Regions from separate parts of the Pan troglodytes genome. Here region 1 is linked to region 2. A link is a contact called in public Hi-C data. All regions are on one chromosome and are shown on one strand. Each heading gives the region's core, a stretch centred on a gene start, on an enhancer-like site or on the middle of the called end of the contact. The rest is flanking DNA. Distances are from core to core; before and after follow the strand shown. Region 1 overlaps PLCG2 (phospholipase C gamma 2). Region 2 overlaps LOC134808772 (a long non-coding RNA gene).

Region 1 (7,428 bases), core at 4,800-7,299, 130 kb before region 2:
AGCTCACATGATCTTCCTGTATCAGCTTCCTGCGTAGCTAGGACTACAGGCGTGCGCCACCATACCCGGCTAATATTTTTTCTTTTTGTAGAGATGCAGGTCTTACTATGTTGCCCAGGATGGTCTTGAACTCCTGGCCTCAAGAGATCCTCCCTCCTGAGCCTCCTGAGTAGCTGGGATTACAGGCAACATTTCAAATCTTTAGTATTTCAAAGATGCATTTCTAATCTTCGAAGGCAAGAGGACGAAAGAAATATCGGACTGCTTCAGCTCCTCTCTTCACAGCCCACTGCCGTGCCAACTGTTGCATGATGAAGAGGCTCTTCCACCAAGGGGGGCGCCATGGAGCACCCCTCCCTCCAGCTTCTACTTGCACCAGCCCATTTTCTGTGCATTGTACACAGGCACCCTGCACACCTACATCTTGTCCATTTCTGCCCAGGTAGCCTTGCTTCAACAGTCTTCAATGACACTGCGATTGGATAAGCACTTAGGGAAATGTATCCACTAGCACATGATCAATGCTAACGACATAAAACATCTCCTACCCCAGATGACCCAGGGTCCTCTTGCTGAACTCCTTGCAGCCCAGGACGTCATGGGGACTATCAGGGTTCTAGAAAGGGAATCGCAGGCCTCTGAGAAGCATCAGAGAGTCCACATCAGTTTGTGTGGGTGTGTGTTTCTTCTGGAGGCATAATCAGCATCTCAAAGGAGTAGGTCCCACCAAAAGGTTAAGAGCCGCAAACTTTCAGGCAAACTGAGAAGTACTGCCTTTTGTTGATGTGTAATTTACAGCATAGGTATTTCTTTTTAAAAAGGGGTGGTGGTGCAGATTTTAGACAGGGCATGTTGCTATTTGGACTCATTTACTGCTTAGGTCACCAGGTCAGCCTGGTGCTGAAGGCATCAGGGGCTAGAACACTTCCAAGCTCAAAGCCCCACACCCAGCTTATTTACATCTGGAGGGAGCCCAGTGTGTGGCCCCCCTCAATGACCACCACATGCAATTCTTCAGCCCTCTCCTTCCTTTACATTCCTTTCAACAAAGCACAGAAAAAGCCCGCACCGCATTCCCCCACTCAGGGAGCTCGGACAATGGCAGAGATACCACCATGGTACAGATGCTCCCAGAACCAGGAAAGACCTGGCTTCCCCTCCTCTGCCAGGCCTTGCAACTCCCTGCCCGGACACTCTGCTTGTTGAAGCAACCGGAAGCTCATTGGCACAGGCACCTGGGAACGTGTTTGCAGGAATCGGCCCCTGGGACGCAGAGCAGGACAGAGAATGAAAAAGAACAACTGAAAGCCAAGAGCCACAAACGCTGCAAGAGAACCAACAGTGAGAGGCAAGATAAGGAAGACAGTCGGGCATCCCAAAGGCAAGTTACAACATCAAGGAGAGAGTGACCAGCTTTGACACGTGCTGCTGAGTGGACAAGATAAAGACCACGGGGCAGACTTCTGGATTTGCAACACATGGAGGTGATGGCTGACGTGCCAAGATGAAGTGCTCTAGGAGGCAGGGATGGAAACACGACGGGAATAGACTCAAGAGACAGTGGGAAGAAGGGAAGCGTAGACAGCTCTTGGAGTAGGTTACTTTAAAGGGGGCAGATAAATGGGGCTGTAGTTGACGGTATGGGGCACAGGTGATCACGGAAGACGTTCTAAAGATAGAAGAAGTTATAGCTAGTATTATGTATAGGATGGTGTCCCCGGGAATATATGTCCAAGTCCTAATACCCAGTACCCATGGGCATGACCTTCTTTGGAATTAGGGTCCTTGCAAGGTGCAATCAAGTTAAGATGAGGCCTTGCTGGGTTAGGGTGGACCCGAATCCAGTGCCTGGCTTCTTAAAAGAGGGAGATTTGGGCCGGGCACGGTGGCTCACACCTGTAATCCCAGCACTTTGTGAGGCCGAGGCAGGCGGATCACTAGGTCAGGAGATGGAGACCATCCTGGCTAACACGGTGAAACCCCATCTCTACTAAAAAAATACAAAAAATTAGCCAGGCGTGGTGGTGGGCGCTGGTAGTCCCCAGCTACTCGGGAGGCTGAGGCAGAAGAATGGCGTGAACCCGGGAGGCAGAGCTTGCAGTGAGCCGAGATGGCGCCACTGCACTCCAGCCTGGGTGACAGAGCGAGACTCCGTCTCAAAAAAAAAAAAAAAAAAAAAATTAAAAAAAAAAAGAGGGAGATTTGGAGACAGAGAAGCACACAGAGAAAAGGGGTCCATGTGATGATGGAGGCAGAGACTGGCACAATGACATCTACAAGCCAAGGAACGATGCAATGACATTTACAAGCCAAGGAGCGATGCAATGACATCTACACGCCAAGAAGCGATGGCGCCTACACGCCGAGGAGTGATGGTGTCTACACACCAAAGAGCAATGCCATCTACACACCGAGGAACACTTGTAGGACTGCTGGCAGCCACCAGCAGCCAGGCGGTGTCCACACTCCGAGGAATGCTTGAAGCATTGCTGGCAGCCGCTGGAAGCCATGAAAGAGGTCTGGAACACATCCTTCCCTGGAGCCTTCCGAGGGGTGTGGCCCTGCCAACACCTGGATTTTGGACTTTTAACCTCCAGTACAGTGAGGGAATAAACTTCTGCATTATTTTGTTTGTTTGTTTGTTTGTTTGTTTGTGACGGAGTCTCGCTCTGTCGCCCAGGCTGGAGTGCAGTGGCGCGATCTCGGCTCACTGTAACTTCCGCCTCCAGGTTCACGCCATTCTCCTGCCTCAGCCTCCCAAGTAGCTGGGACTACAGGCACCCGCCACTATACCCGGCTAATTTTTTTTGTATTTTTAGTAGAGACAGGGTTTCACTGTGTCAGCCAGGATGGTCTCGATCTCCTGACCTCGTGATCCGCCCGCCTTGGCCTCCCAAAGTGCTGGGATTACAGGCGTGAGCCACCGTGCCCGGCACTTCTGTTATTTTTAAGCCACGAGTTGCAGTACTTGCCACAGCGGCCGCAGGAAATGAACATGGGCTCCATGAGCTGGGGCAAGATGGTCACAGTCTCAGTCACTCCTCCCGCTGATCCCATCAGGTAGTAAAATAAGCCCCGTTTCAGAAACAAGAAACAGGCCCAGGGAGGCAAGGACTTTTCTCCTAACAAGTCCAGGGGCCAGAATTTCAACCCAGGCCCACCTTGGTAAATCTCTAGCATCCCACAATACACGTACAAATGTACACACAATAAATGAGATTCCAGCAATCAGAGAATATTCTAGATGCTACGGGTGCACAGTGGAGGCAGCAGTTAATTTATGTTCGGCATTACCATGGAGGGTTATGTGGTCAGATTCTACCTAACCAAGGGACAGGGGTGGCACTGGGCCTTACGTCACTCTGGGCAACATCCCAGGACCTTCCCACCCCAGCAAAGGGCCAGTGAGGTCAGGAGAAACAGCTGTATTGTTAACCACTGTGCCCTCTTGGGTCACGCACACATTTACTGGATGAGTGACTAAAATAATAGATAAACTAATTTCTTCTGGTAGCTAAAAGGCTACAGGGAAATGTCATCTTTGAGTCGGGCCCCAGGAGAAGTTACCAGCTGGACAAGAGAAGGCGCCATGCCAGAGGCGGGGGTCACAGAAGCAGGGGCCAGGGCACTAAGAAAGGGAGGGAAAAGAATGGAGTTTTCCCACGTGGCTGAAGGCACACGCCCTTTCACAACCGAAGCTGGTCTTACGCACTCAGTGGTACTTAGGCTGTAGGAACCATTTGGTTCTGGAAGGCCAAGGGTAAAATCTCATCAATAGAAAAGCTAGGCCAGGCACAGTGGCTCATGTCTATAATCCCAGCACTACGGGAGGCCAAGGCGGGTGGATCACTTGAGCCCAGGAGTTCAAGCCTAGCCTGGGTAACATGGTGAAACTGTCTCTACAAAAAATACAAAAATTAGCCTGCATGGTGGCACACGCCTGTGGTCCCAGGTACTCCGGAGGCTGAGGTGGGAGAATCATCTGAGCCAGGGAGTTCGAGGCTGCAGTGAGCCATGATTGTACCACTGCACCCCAGCCTCGGTGACAAAGTGAGACCCTGTCTCAAAAACAAAAAAAAAGAAAGAAAGAAAAAGAAAAGCTAACCAGAGATTCTATCTAACTTCTCCACTGTGGACTCTCCTCTTGCCAGCCACTGACAATAAGAATAAACTGCAAGATCTCTGAGCTCCTCCACAAACATCGTCACAGAACGCTCATCACTCACCTCCCCCATGCTCACACCCATGTAAAATCCAGCAGAACAATCCTTCAATGCCTGACTGGATCGTAGGAACAACCAGAGATAGGTTAGCAGGCTTCTCAATTTTCTTTTTTATTTTTTGCAAGTGCTTTCTATTTTTATGTAAGAATGCTGTAACCACAGGGGACTTCACAGGTTTGATCAGGAGGTAGCAGGGTCGCAGTCACGTAGCCAGGCATTAAATTACAATAGTGGCAGGTGACCTGATTTGCTGGGTGACGTCTGCTGCAAAACGTGAGAAAAGGGACTTGGGTGAGGGCAGCGACAAGGTGATAATGGCTGAAGTCAGCTGATGATACATGGGGGTCTGTTACGCTATTCTCTCTACTTGTATATGCTTTACATTTTCTTCAATACAAAGGATTCAAAAATTAAGAAGTATTCCATGGCCATGCGTCAAAGTTGGGCAGAAAATCAAATCCTAGCTCTGCAGCTTACTACCCTGCAGTAAGCAGGCCTTCAGCAAAGTAACCTCTCTGGACCTCAGTTTCTTAATCCCTAAAATGGCAATAACAACAGTAGCTCTTGCACAGGCCTCTAGGGGGGAATTAAATGTATACAAAACACATAGAGCAGGTTGGGCATGATGGCTCACACCTGTAATCCCAGCACTTTGGGAGGCCAAGGCGGGAGGATCACTTGAGGTCAGGAGTTTGAGACTAGCCTGGCCAACATGGTGAAACCCCGTTTCAATTAAAAATACAAAAATTAGCCAGGCGTGATGGTGCATGCCTGTAATCCCAGCTACTCAGAAGGCTGAGGCAGGAGAATCGCTTGAACCCGGAAGGAAGAGGTTGCAGTGAATCAAGATCGTGCCATTGCACTCCAGCCTGGGCAACAGAGAAAGACTCTGTCTCAAATAAAAAGAACAAAAAAACAAAAAAACACATAGGATAGTGCCTAGCAAATAGTCCACCTGAGAAAATGTTGGCTATCATCTTCGTTAATGATACTGTTATTCCAGCCTAGTTAGAGGTATATCCCCTCACCAGGGAGACACAAACGTGAGATTAAATTTTTTATCCTCCTCCTGCTGCCACACTTTTGGAAACTCTGAGGCTCGAGAGCTGCAACATAGGCAGGTGGTTAGACACAAAGAGGAACTAGCAAGCTCACGATGGAAGCCGTTTGGCTACTGATAAGCATGAACCCACTCCCTGGATTTAGTTCTGGGGATTATAAGTCACCATAAATAGCTCTGTCTCCTGCAGGAGCCTGAGAAATCCAGCTAGGCCCTCCTTCCCCCCAAATCACAAAACAGGTACTTTTCTCTGCCCTGTGCTTCCAGCCAGGAACAGGAAGTAAACAATTTGCTAACAGGTTAGGGGATGGGCATTTACCTACACAACAGCAGTGAGGTTCTTAGAGCTGGCCAGAAGCCATCTACATAGCTTGGGACTTTGTTATTCAAATCTGTCATTAAATTAAATTTTTAAAATGCAGTGACCAAACTGGAGAGTTATACCCTCAAACAGTGGAGATGAGGGTTGCCAAAGCAAAACTTCTTTGGGGTCAGGTAAGCAACATAAATGAGCAGACAGAGCTGTATGGGGCTGGGTCGATACAGAGAATGCGGACCGTTCCATGGCGAGATGTGACCCTATTTATAGCCAGATCTCAATTTTTTTCCTAAGGGAAGCCAACAATCTAGATTTTAATATATAATATAATCTCTCAAGTTTTAAATGTAGGCAATTAATTTTTAACATATTTAAACCATTAGCTCAAGTACAACCAGGGGCAGGCTCAATGTGGCATTCTGGCCACCAGGGGTCAACCTTTAGTATCGGCAGAATCTTTGCCATACAAAGTTCCACACGGGGCAATCTAGGGCACCCCAGAGGGTTCTGATATTTTGTAAAACTCTGATTCCAATTTATGTTTCTCCCTCATAGACACAAACACACAGACTAGCCTTAATAAGAGCCATAATTAAAGTACAGGTTGAAATACCTCTTATGTGGAATGTTACCACAGTGGAAACCATCAATGAATGGGTTAATCTGGTAGCAGGTGAAACAGCTTTTCTGCAAATCTTTTTTTTTTTATTTTTAATATTATTTAATAATACAGACTGGGTCTCACTATGTTGCCCAGGCTAGTCTCAAACTCCTGAGCTCAAAGGATCCTCCTGCCTTGGCCTCCCAAAGTGGTGGGATTACAGGCGTGAGCTACTGCTCCCAGCCATGTGCAAATCTTATTTTCAAACTTTGCCTGACATCTGTCTGACAACACAGCATCTTGAAATTTCAAGGTAAACTATTATTTTTTAAAAAAAAACTGTTATTTGCAACTACTTATCTTGAGTAAATCGAGTTTTTCTCAGTCCTGGTCAATTGCATAAGATGACAATCGTCACCGTTCCAAATTTCATACGCACACTGTCATCATTGTTCTATGACATGTTCTATGTTCAATGACACACGTCATTGTTCTCAAGGACTATTTTTAAAGTTACAGGTTTTAACCTTAAAAAGTATTCTGATAAGCTTTTATGAATCATGGTTTTTGTGGTGGTTGTTACAGTTTCCTGTCTAAAGGAGAGGGGATTAAAGAGTATTAAAAGTTTTATAACCATTGATCTCATTTAATACCTTCATTTTATAGAAAAGGCTAAGTGAGAGGACAGAGATGGCTTCCCCCAACATTACTTGGTCAGTTAGAGGTCAAGTTGGTCTAGAATCCAGTTCTCCCAACTCCCAAGCCTGCAATCTTTCTATTTCATTTGGCAAACAAATAACTAATTATTATATATGAGAAAAAATGAACACATTGCAATTCAATGATCCACTCTATGAAATATGTTTTCCCCAAATCTGGGCAGATAGGAAATGGCCCTCCCATTTCTCTAACTCAGATACATCCAAAGTCCCACGGCCAGGGGTCACCCATCAGGTGGCCTCACTGTGTGGCCAGCCCACAGCTCTGCATGCAGAAAGCAATTAATGACTGTCTTCTAGGAACATTCATGCTCATCACTTAAAAATGCCTGTATTCACAACTCCCAACCTCCCATTGCACAGAGGAGAAGACTGAGGCTAGGAGCAGTCAGTGGTTCATCCAAGATCATGCAGCTAACTGGAGAAACCACAGCCACCTGACTCCAAGTTCCAGGTACTCCCGACGCCCTCACAGCTTTCCCTGGGAACTCTTTTGCAGTCTGCAA
Region 2 (6,519 bases), core at 3,509-6,008:
TACTCCATTGCAAATATGTGGCACGTTTTCCTTATGCATTAATCTGTTGATGGACACTTAGGTTGATTCCATAACTCAGCTATTATGAATGATGCTGCAATGAACCTGACAGTGCAGACATCTTTCAACAAACTGATTTCAAATCTTTTGGGTAAATATCCAGAAGTGGGATTGCTGTGCTGGATTTTTTTTTTTTTTTTTTTTTTTTTTTTTTTGAGACAGAGTCTCACTCTATCACCACCCAGGCTGGAGTGCAGTGGTGCGATCTCAGCTCACTGCAATCTTCCCCTCCCAGGTTCAAGGGATTCTTCTGTCTCAACCTCCTGAGTAGCTAGGATTACGGATGCCCGCCACCACGTCCAGCTAATTTTTGTTGTTGTTGTTGTATTTTTAGTAGAGATGGAATTTCACCATGTTGGCCAAGCTGGTCTCGAACTTTGGCCTGAGGTGATCTGTCCGCCTCGTTCTCCCAAAGTGCTGGGATTACAGGCATGAGCCACCACGCCCAGGCAAATTGCTGGATCTTATACATTGTTTTCTATGTTTGCTAAAACATAGATACCTCTATGTGTTTTTAACTTTTTTTTTTTTCACAATGGAATCATATTATTCTACTGTTGTTTTTACTTAACGGTATATTGCAGATCTCTTTCTAGGTCAGCAAATCCAGCCAGCTTTCTTTTTCTCAACCATGGTACTTTGCATTCCGCCGCGCAGATGGATTACAGTTAAGTGAAGCAGCTGTCCATTGATGGACATCTCAGCTCTTTCTAGGTTTGTGTCTTTGCTTCATAAGCAATGCATCTTTGGACATGTATCCTTGAACAGTGGGGTGAGTATATCCACAGGGAGAGATAAATCATTTGCTGTGTAAATGCTAGACACATACCAAAACAATTTTGACAGAAACACCAAATTGCCCTCCAAATACTTCATTGCTTGAATTGGTAATACTTATCTATTTCTTTAAATTTATTTAATGAAGGCCAGGCACAGTGGCTCACGCCTGTCATTCCAGCAGTTTGGGAGGCCAAGGCGGATGGATCACTTGAGGTCAGGAGTTCGAGACAAGCCTGGCCAACATGGTAAAACCTCGTCTCTACTAAAAATACACATAATTAGCTGGGCTTGGTGGCAGGCGCCTGTAATCCCAGCTACTCAGGAGGCTGAGGCAGGAGAATTGCTTGAACCCAGGAGGCAGAGGTTGCAAGGAGCCAAGATCACACCACTGCACTCCGGCCTGGATGACAGAGTGAATGAGACTCCATCGCAAAAAAATAAAAAATAAAATATAATTTATTTAATGAAAAAGTTTAGTTTGTTTAAGGCATATAATTTGACAAAAATCAATCAAGTGATTTTTAAACATCTACATCTTCAGGGATTATAGAGATGTTAAAAAGCAACCCAGATGGGTTCAGAGAACAGGATCTTTGACTGAGTTAGCTCCTACCTTCCCAAATAAACCACACAACCAGTAGTGTGAGAACATGTTAATCAAACCCTGGTTTGGCTGCCCGGCATCCTAGACTGCTGTTTCCTGACTGAGGGGCCCCCTTGTGAAAGTCTCAGTGGAAAGCAGCTTTAGTGAGCACCACAGCCTGGAAGTAAACCGCACCCACATCTTCCACCCTGAGCTCTCTCCTGCCACCATCCGCCACAGGCCTCGGTGCCTGGAGAGGTCCCCTGCAGGAGGCAAGGAGCCAGGTACAGTCATAGTCAAGACTGTTTCAATCCCAGCTCTGCCAGCATCTCACCGAGCCTCTCTGAGCCTCAATTTTCCTAATCTGTCAAATGTGCCAGATAAAACCTAACTGGTTCACAGGGTTGTAATGAGGATAAGATGTGGAAACAGATATGAAAGTCACTGGCTTTCCTTCCTTCTGTTTTGGGTTTACCGTCAAGTCTACAAATGGGGAATAGGAGATCCAAGTCTGGGGTTTTCTGACCACAAGTGCTTTCCCAGAAACAGTCTTCTTTGAAGTTATTTTTTTGCAATTTGAATAGTTTATACAGGCACATGGTATGCCATTCAAAAGGTCTAAAAGGGTAAGTGCAAGAAGTCCCCTGTTTACCCCTAATGTCCCCTCCCCCAAACCAGTTCTCCTCCCCGAGACATCCTTAGTCACCTCTTTCTTGTGTCTCCTTTCAGACTCAGTCTTTGAGCATTTCCACAAAAATGCAGCATTCTGCATACTCTGCTCTGCACCTTTCTTTTTTCATGTTTTTTTTTTTAATTTTTTAAGTTTGAGACAAAGTCTCACTCTGTCGCCCAGGCTAGAGTACAGTGGCACCATCTCGACTTACTGCAACTTCCACCTTCCAGGTTCAAGCAATTCTCATGCCTCAGCCTCCTGAGTAGCTGGGATTATACGCATGTGCCACCAAGCCCAGCTAAATTTTGTATTTTTAGTAGAGATGGAGTTTCACCATGTTGGCCAGGCTATCTCAAACTACAGGCCTTGGCCGGGTGCGGTGGCGCAGGCTTGTAATCCCAGCACTTTGGGAGGTCGAGGTGGGTGGATCATCTGAGGTCAGGAGTTCGAGACCAGCCTGGCCAATATGGGGACACCCTGTTTCTACTAAAAATACAAAAATTAGCTGAGTGTACTTGCAGGTGCCTGTAATCCCAGCTACTCGGGAGGCCGAGGCAGGAGAATCACTTGAACCTGGGAGGCAGAGGTGGCAGTGACCCAAGATCACGCTACTGCACTCCAGCCTGGGTGACAGAGTGAGATTCCATCTCAAAAAACAATGGAAAGAAAAAAAGTCATTCATTTAACAGTCATGTCTCTAGTCTACTGTAATCTAAAACAGTCCGCCAGTCCATATTGTCTTTTATGACACTGACATTTTTGAGCGTCCAGGCATTTTGCAAATCTCTCTTAACTTGAATTTCTGTTTCTTTCCTCATAATAGATTTAGGTTAAACATTTTTTTTGCAAGAATATTATATAGGTGATGTTGCACCTCATTATTTTAAATGGTTGCATGGTATTGCAGTATATGGACACATCACAATTGATGTAACTCATCCTCTATCCACAGATGTCTAGATGACTTCCAATCATTTATTTAAAAAACAATACTACCATTAATATTATTATTATTATTTCAGACAGAGTCTTCCTCTGTCGCCCAGGCTGGAGTGCAGTGGCACAATCTCACCTCACTGCAACCTCCACCTTCCGGGTTCAAGGAATTCTTGTGCCTCAGTGTCCCGTGTAGCTGGGACTACAGGCACCCACCGTCACGCCAGGCTAGTTTCTGTACCTTTAGTAAAGATGGGGTTTCAACATGTTGGCCAGGCTGGTCTCAAACACCTAACCTCAAGTGATCTGCCCGCCTCAGCCTGCCAAAGTGCTGGGATTACAGGTGTGAGCCACCGCGCCCAGTCCCATTAATATTCTTAAACTTTTGTCATTTTGAAAATCTTGGAGTATGTCTGCAGGAGAAATTCCTAGAGGGGGAATCACTGAAGCTGCACATATATGCCTTTGTAATTTTGAAAGCTATTGCCAAATTACTCTTTATAGAGGATAAACCCATTAATACTATCACTAGTACTGTTTGAGAATGCTTGACCCCAGAAACTTGTCATATGCTTTTAAGTTTCATCTCACTGTGTCCTGGCTAGCAAGGTGGTTGGTGTACCTTTGCTGAATCCCTTTATGTGACAAGATTTGCTTACGTTTTTGCCTATGAATTTTGGCTGGAATTTAATGAAATTATAACTCCCAAAATATGACAAAGTCCCCCGTGCTCTCCTGGAGCAGAATTCATACTCCTGGTTACAAAGCACATCTGTTTGCTTTGTAGGCTCCACTGGTTCCAAGAGAAGAGGGCAATGAAGGTGTGTCAGGCACTGTACCAGTTACCTGATTGATGTTATCAAGCCTGAGAAGTGGGAATTATTAATATGCCCACTTTACAGATGCTTGGGAGGTTAAACTGCCTGTTTACTCAAGTTCGACGGAGAAATAATCAATGCAGACATGAATGGCATCACAGAAGTGTATATTGCTCTTATTCTCTGCCTCCTTGGGTGTTAGGGTTGGAGACTGACAAAACGAAATCCTACACTTAAATTCAAAATCCAAAAGTTGTTCATCCCCTCCCGGCGCTGGGGTGAGAGCCCCGCGGCTCCCACCCCTGGCTCTTGGACTACGTGAAAACGACCCTCCCCAGAAGGCACCACTGTGGGTGCTCACTCTGCCCCAGCGGCCGTTTCGACTACATTTCCCAGAATGCAGTGCGTTCACCGCTGCGGCCATGCTTCCGTTTCCGCCCCAGATGTTTTCTGGGAGTTGCGTTCTCCACCTGTGCTGGAGGCGAAAACTCAAGCACTCAAGGCACCCTGCCAGTGGCGGCGGCGGACCCCCACGTGTCACGAGTAGATGAAGTTATAAACCGGGAAGCACCGGGGAGGGCTGAAAGCGTTTCTACCTCCCTTTATCCAGCAGGCCGGCCCTGTTTGTGCCACAGTGCCCTGAGCACCCGTGGGCTGGTCCTGTCTGACTTTGGGGTTAATAGAGGTTCCATTCGAGTTTGGCATCCTCTTGCCTGTTGAGTTTTCTAGGGGCCATGAAATTCCTTCCCTGGTTCTGTGACATTATGTTGTCCCCAGAAGTGCACCCTTGTTCTTCCTCCTTTACACACTTGGTCCCTTCTAAAGAAAAAGGAAGGACGCACCTTTGAATGGGCTAGTCTCGCCCCTACAGAGAGTCAGGTCGTTCGCTGTATGACAGCCAGGAGGCTCAGGAATAACGTCTGGCCCCTGAACTCGGCCTCTGAATGGATAGCTGAAAGCAGAGGTTCCCAGCTGGGACTTTGTTTAAACATACATGCCCATGCCCCTCCAGATCTGCTGAATCAGCCTGGGCCAAGCTCCCCCGGACCCTAATGTCAGCCAAGGTCAGAACCTGAGATTTACAGGGAAAATGCGAAACATTGGCATTCTAGACTTAACCTACTTTTTCTTACAGAAGCTACCAGACTGCCCACCTTGAGAGCAGTAAATGCGCATAATTTATCTCTGTATCCCCAGGAGCCAACCACATGCAGCCCATAATAGGGAGCAGACTTGGGGTTGACATCCAGCTGGTAATTACCATATGGCCTGCAGTCTGTGGCCAGTGGCTATTAGTTAGTCAGGGTCCATGTTATCTCGGTTGTTAAATATGTTGAATGCAACCCTGAGTTATAGTCATTGTTGTTTGGATGAAACTGAGCAAAATTCAACTTGGGAGAGGCAGAGGATGGTCAAACATGAAGATTTTCAGTGACAACCCTAAGGGATATTGCAACTTACAGAAAAGAGAGGTTCCTGTGGCCACAGGTCATCCAAGAAGGCTTCCGGCAACTCTCCTTACCTCTCATGGGTCAGCACTAGGTCATATGGCCTTCGCGGCCAATCAGTGGGAGGGAGGCTAGGAATGCCACCACTGGCTTAGACCAATCAAGATTGAATCTTGGGCTGGGTTACCCAACACAACCTTTTCTAGTTCAGCCCTGCAGTGACCCGGATGCAAAACCCAGCCCCATTGCTGGAGGTCATTTACAACCAGCACTTAATCATCTTATATTCTTTGCTGAATGTATATGGAATCAACAGGAAAAAGGTTCCACTGCATAACATTATTTTTAAAGTCCAGGATTGGAGTTAAGATGAGACACTTTGAATCCAGAAAAACCAACCCTTCTTCCTTTCCCCTTCCTTCCTGCAGCATCCAGCCTGTTGGCCCCCTTTTTCACCTCTCCAGATGCTCTAAAAAATTCCAATTCCTGGGCTGGGAGCACTGGCTCATGCCTGTAATCCCAGCACTTTGGGAGGCTGAGGCGGAAGAATTGTTTGAGCCCAGGAGTTCAAGATCAGCCTGGGCAACATAGTGAGACTTTGCCTGTAAACAAAAATTAGCTGGGTATGGTGACCCATGTCTGTAGACCCAGCTACTCAAGAGGCTGAGGTAGGAGATCACTTGAGCCCAGGAGGTCAAGGCTGCAGAGAGCCATGGTCTGGGTGACAGAGCACGACTGTCTTAAAAAAAAAATCCTCACCAGCTTCACCCTTATCATCCCCTTATCATCCCCACCAGCTTCACCATCATGACGGCTACTTATGGAGTGCCAAAAGATTTGGAATTTTTTTGGTTACAAGTGAGAAGAAAAGTCACCTCAATCTGTTTTAATCAAAAAGGGAAGTTGGGGGACTGGGTGCGGTGGCTCACGCCTGTAATCCCAACGCTTTGGGAGGGCAAGGCAGGCAGATCACGAGGTCAGGAGATTGAGACCATCCTGGCTAATAGAGTGAAACCCTGTCTCTACTAAAAATACAAAAATTAGCCAGGCGTGGTGGCGGGCACCTGTAATCCCAGCTACTTGGGAGGCTGAGGCAGGAGAATGGCGTGAACCCAGGAGCCGGAGCTGACAGTGAGCCGAAATCACGCCACTGCACACCAGCCTGGGCGACAGAGTGAGACTCCATCTCACACAAAAAAAAAAAAAAAAAAAGGGAAGTTG

Evidence for each region. A called contact is a pair of places that touch in the nucleus more often than the background predicts.
Region 1: a Hi-C map of induced pluripotent stem cells shows a contact between it and region 2, with 2.5 times the contacts expected there. The contact joins two enhancer-like sites. A contact is called at or near these places in 4 of 7 Hi-C or Micro-C datasets (induced pluripotent stem cells, a lymphoblastoid cell line and stem cell-derived neural progenitor cells).

The regions. Positions count from the first base shown.
Region 1 is chr18:80,034,387-80,041,814 of NHGRI_mPanTro3-v2.0_pri, reverse strand. The region is part of intron 7 of PLCG2 (phospholipase C gamma 2); the gene reads right to left. Among named protein-coding and RNA genes, the nearest start is that of PLCG2, 96 kb to the right of the region's middle. Within about 2 kb of position 6,049, at least 1 of the 24 cell types and tissues checked has an H3K27ac peak or open chromatin away from gene starts, as enhancers often do. A contact at or near this core is called in induced pluripotent stem cells, where this site is marked.
Region 2 is chr18:79,906,465-79,912,983 of NHGRI_mPanTro3-v2.0_pri, reverse strand. All of the region lies in intron 1 of LOC134808772 (a long non-coding RNA gene), which reads right to left. Among named protein-coding and RNA genes, the nearest start is that of PLCG2, 32 kb to the left of the region's middle. Within about 2 kb of position 4,758, at least 14 of the 24 cell types and tissues checked have an H3K27ac peak or open chromatin away from gene starts, as enhancers often do. A contact at or near this core is called in induced pluripotent stem cells, where this site is marked.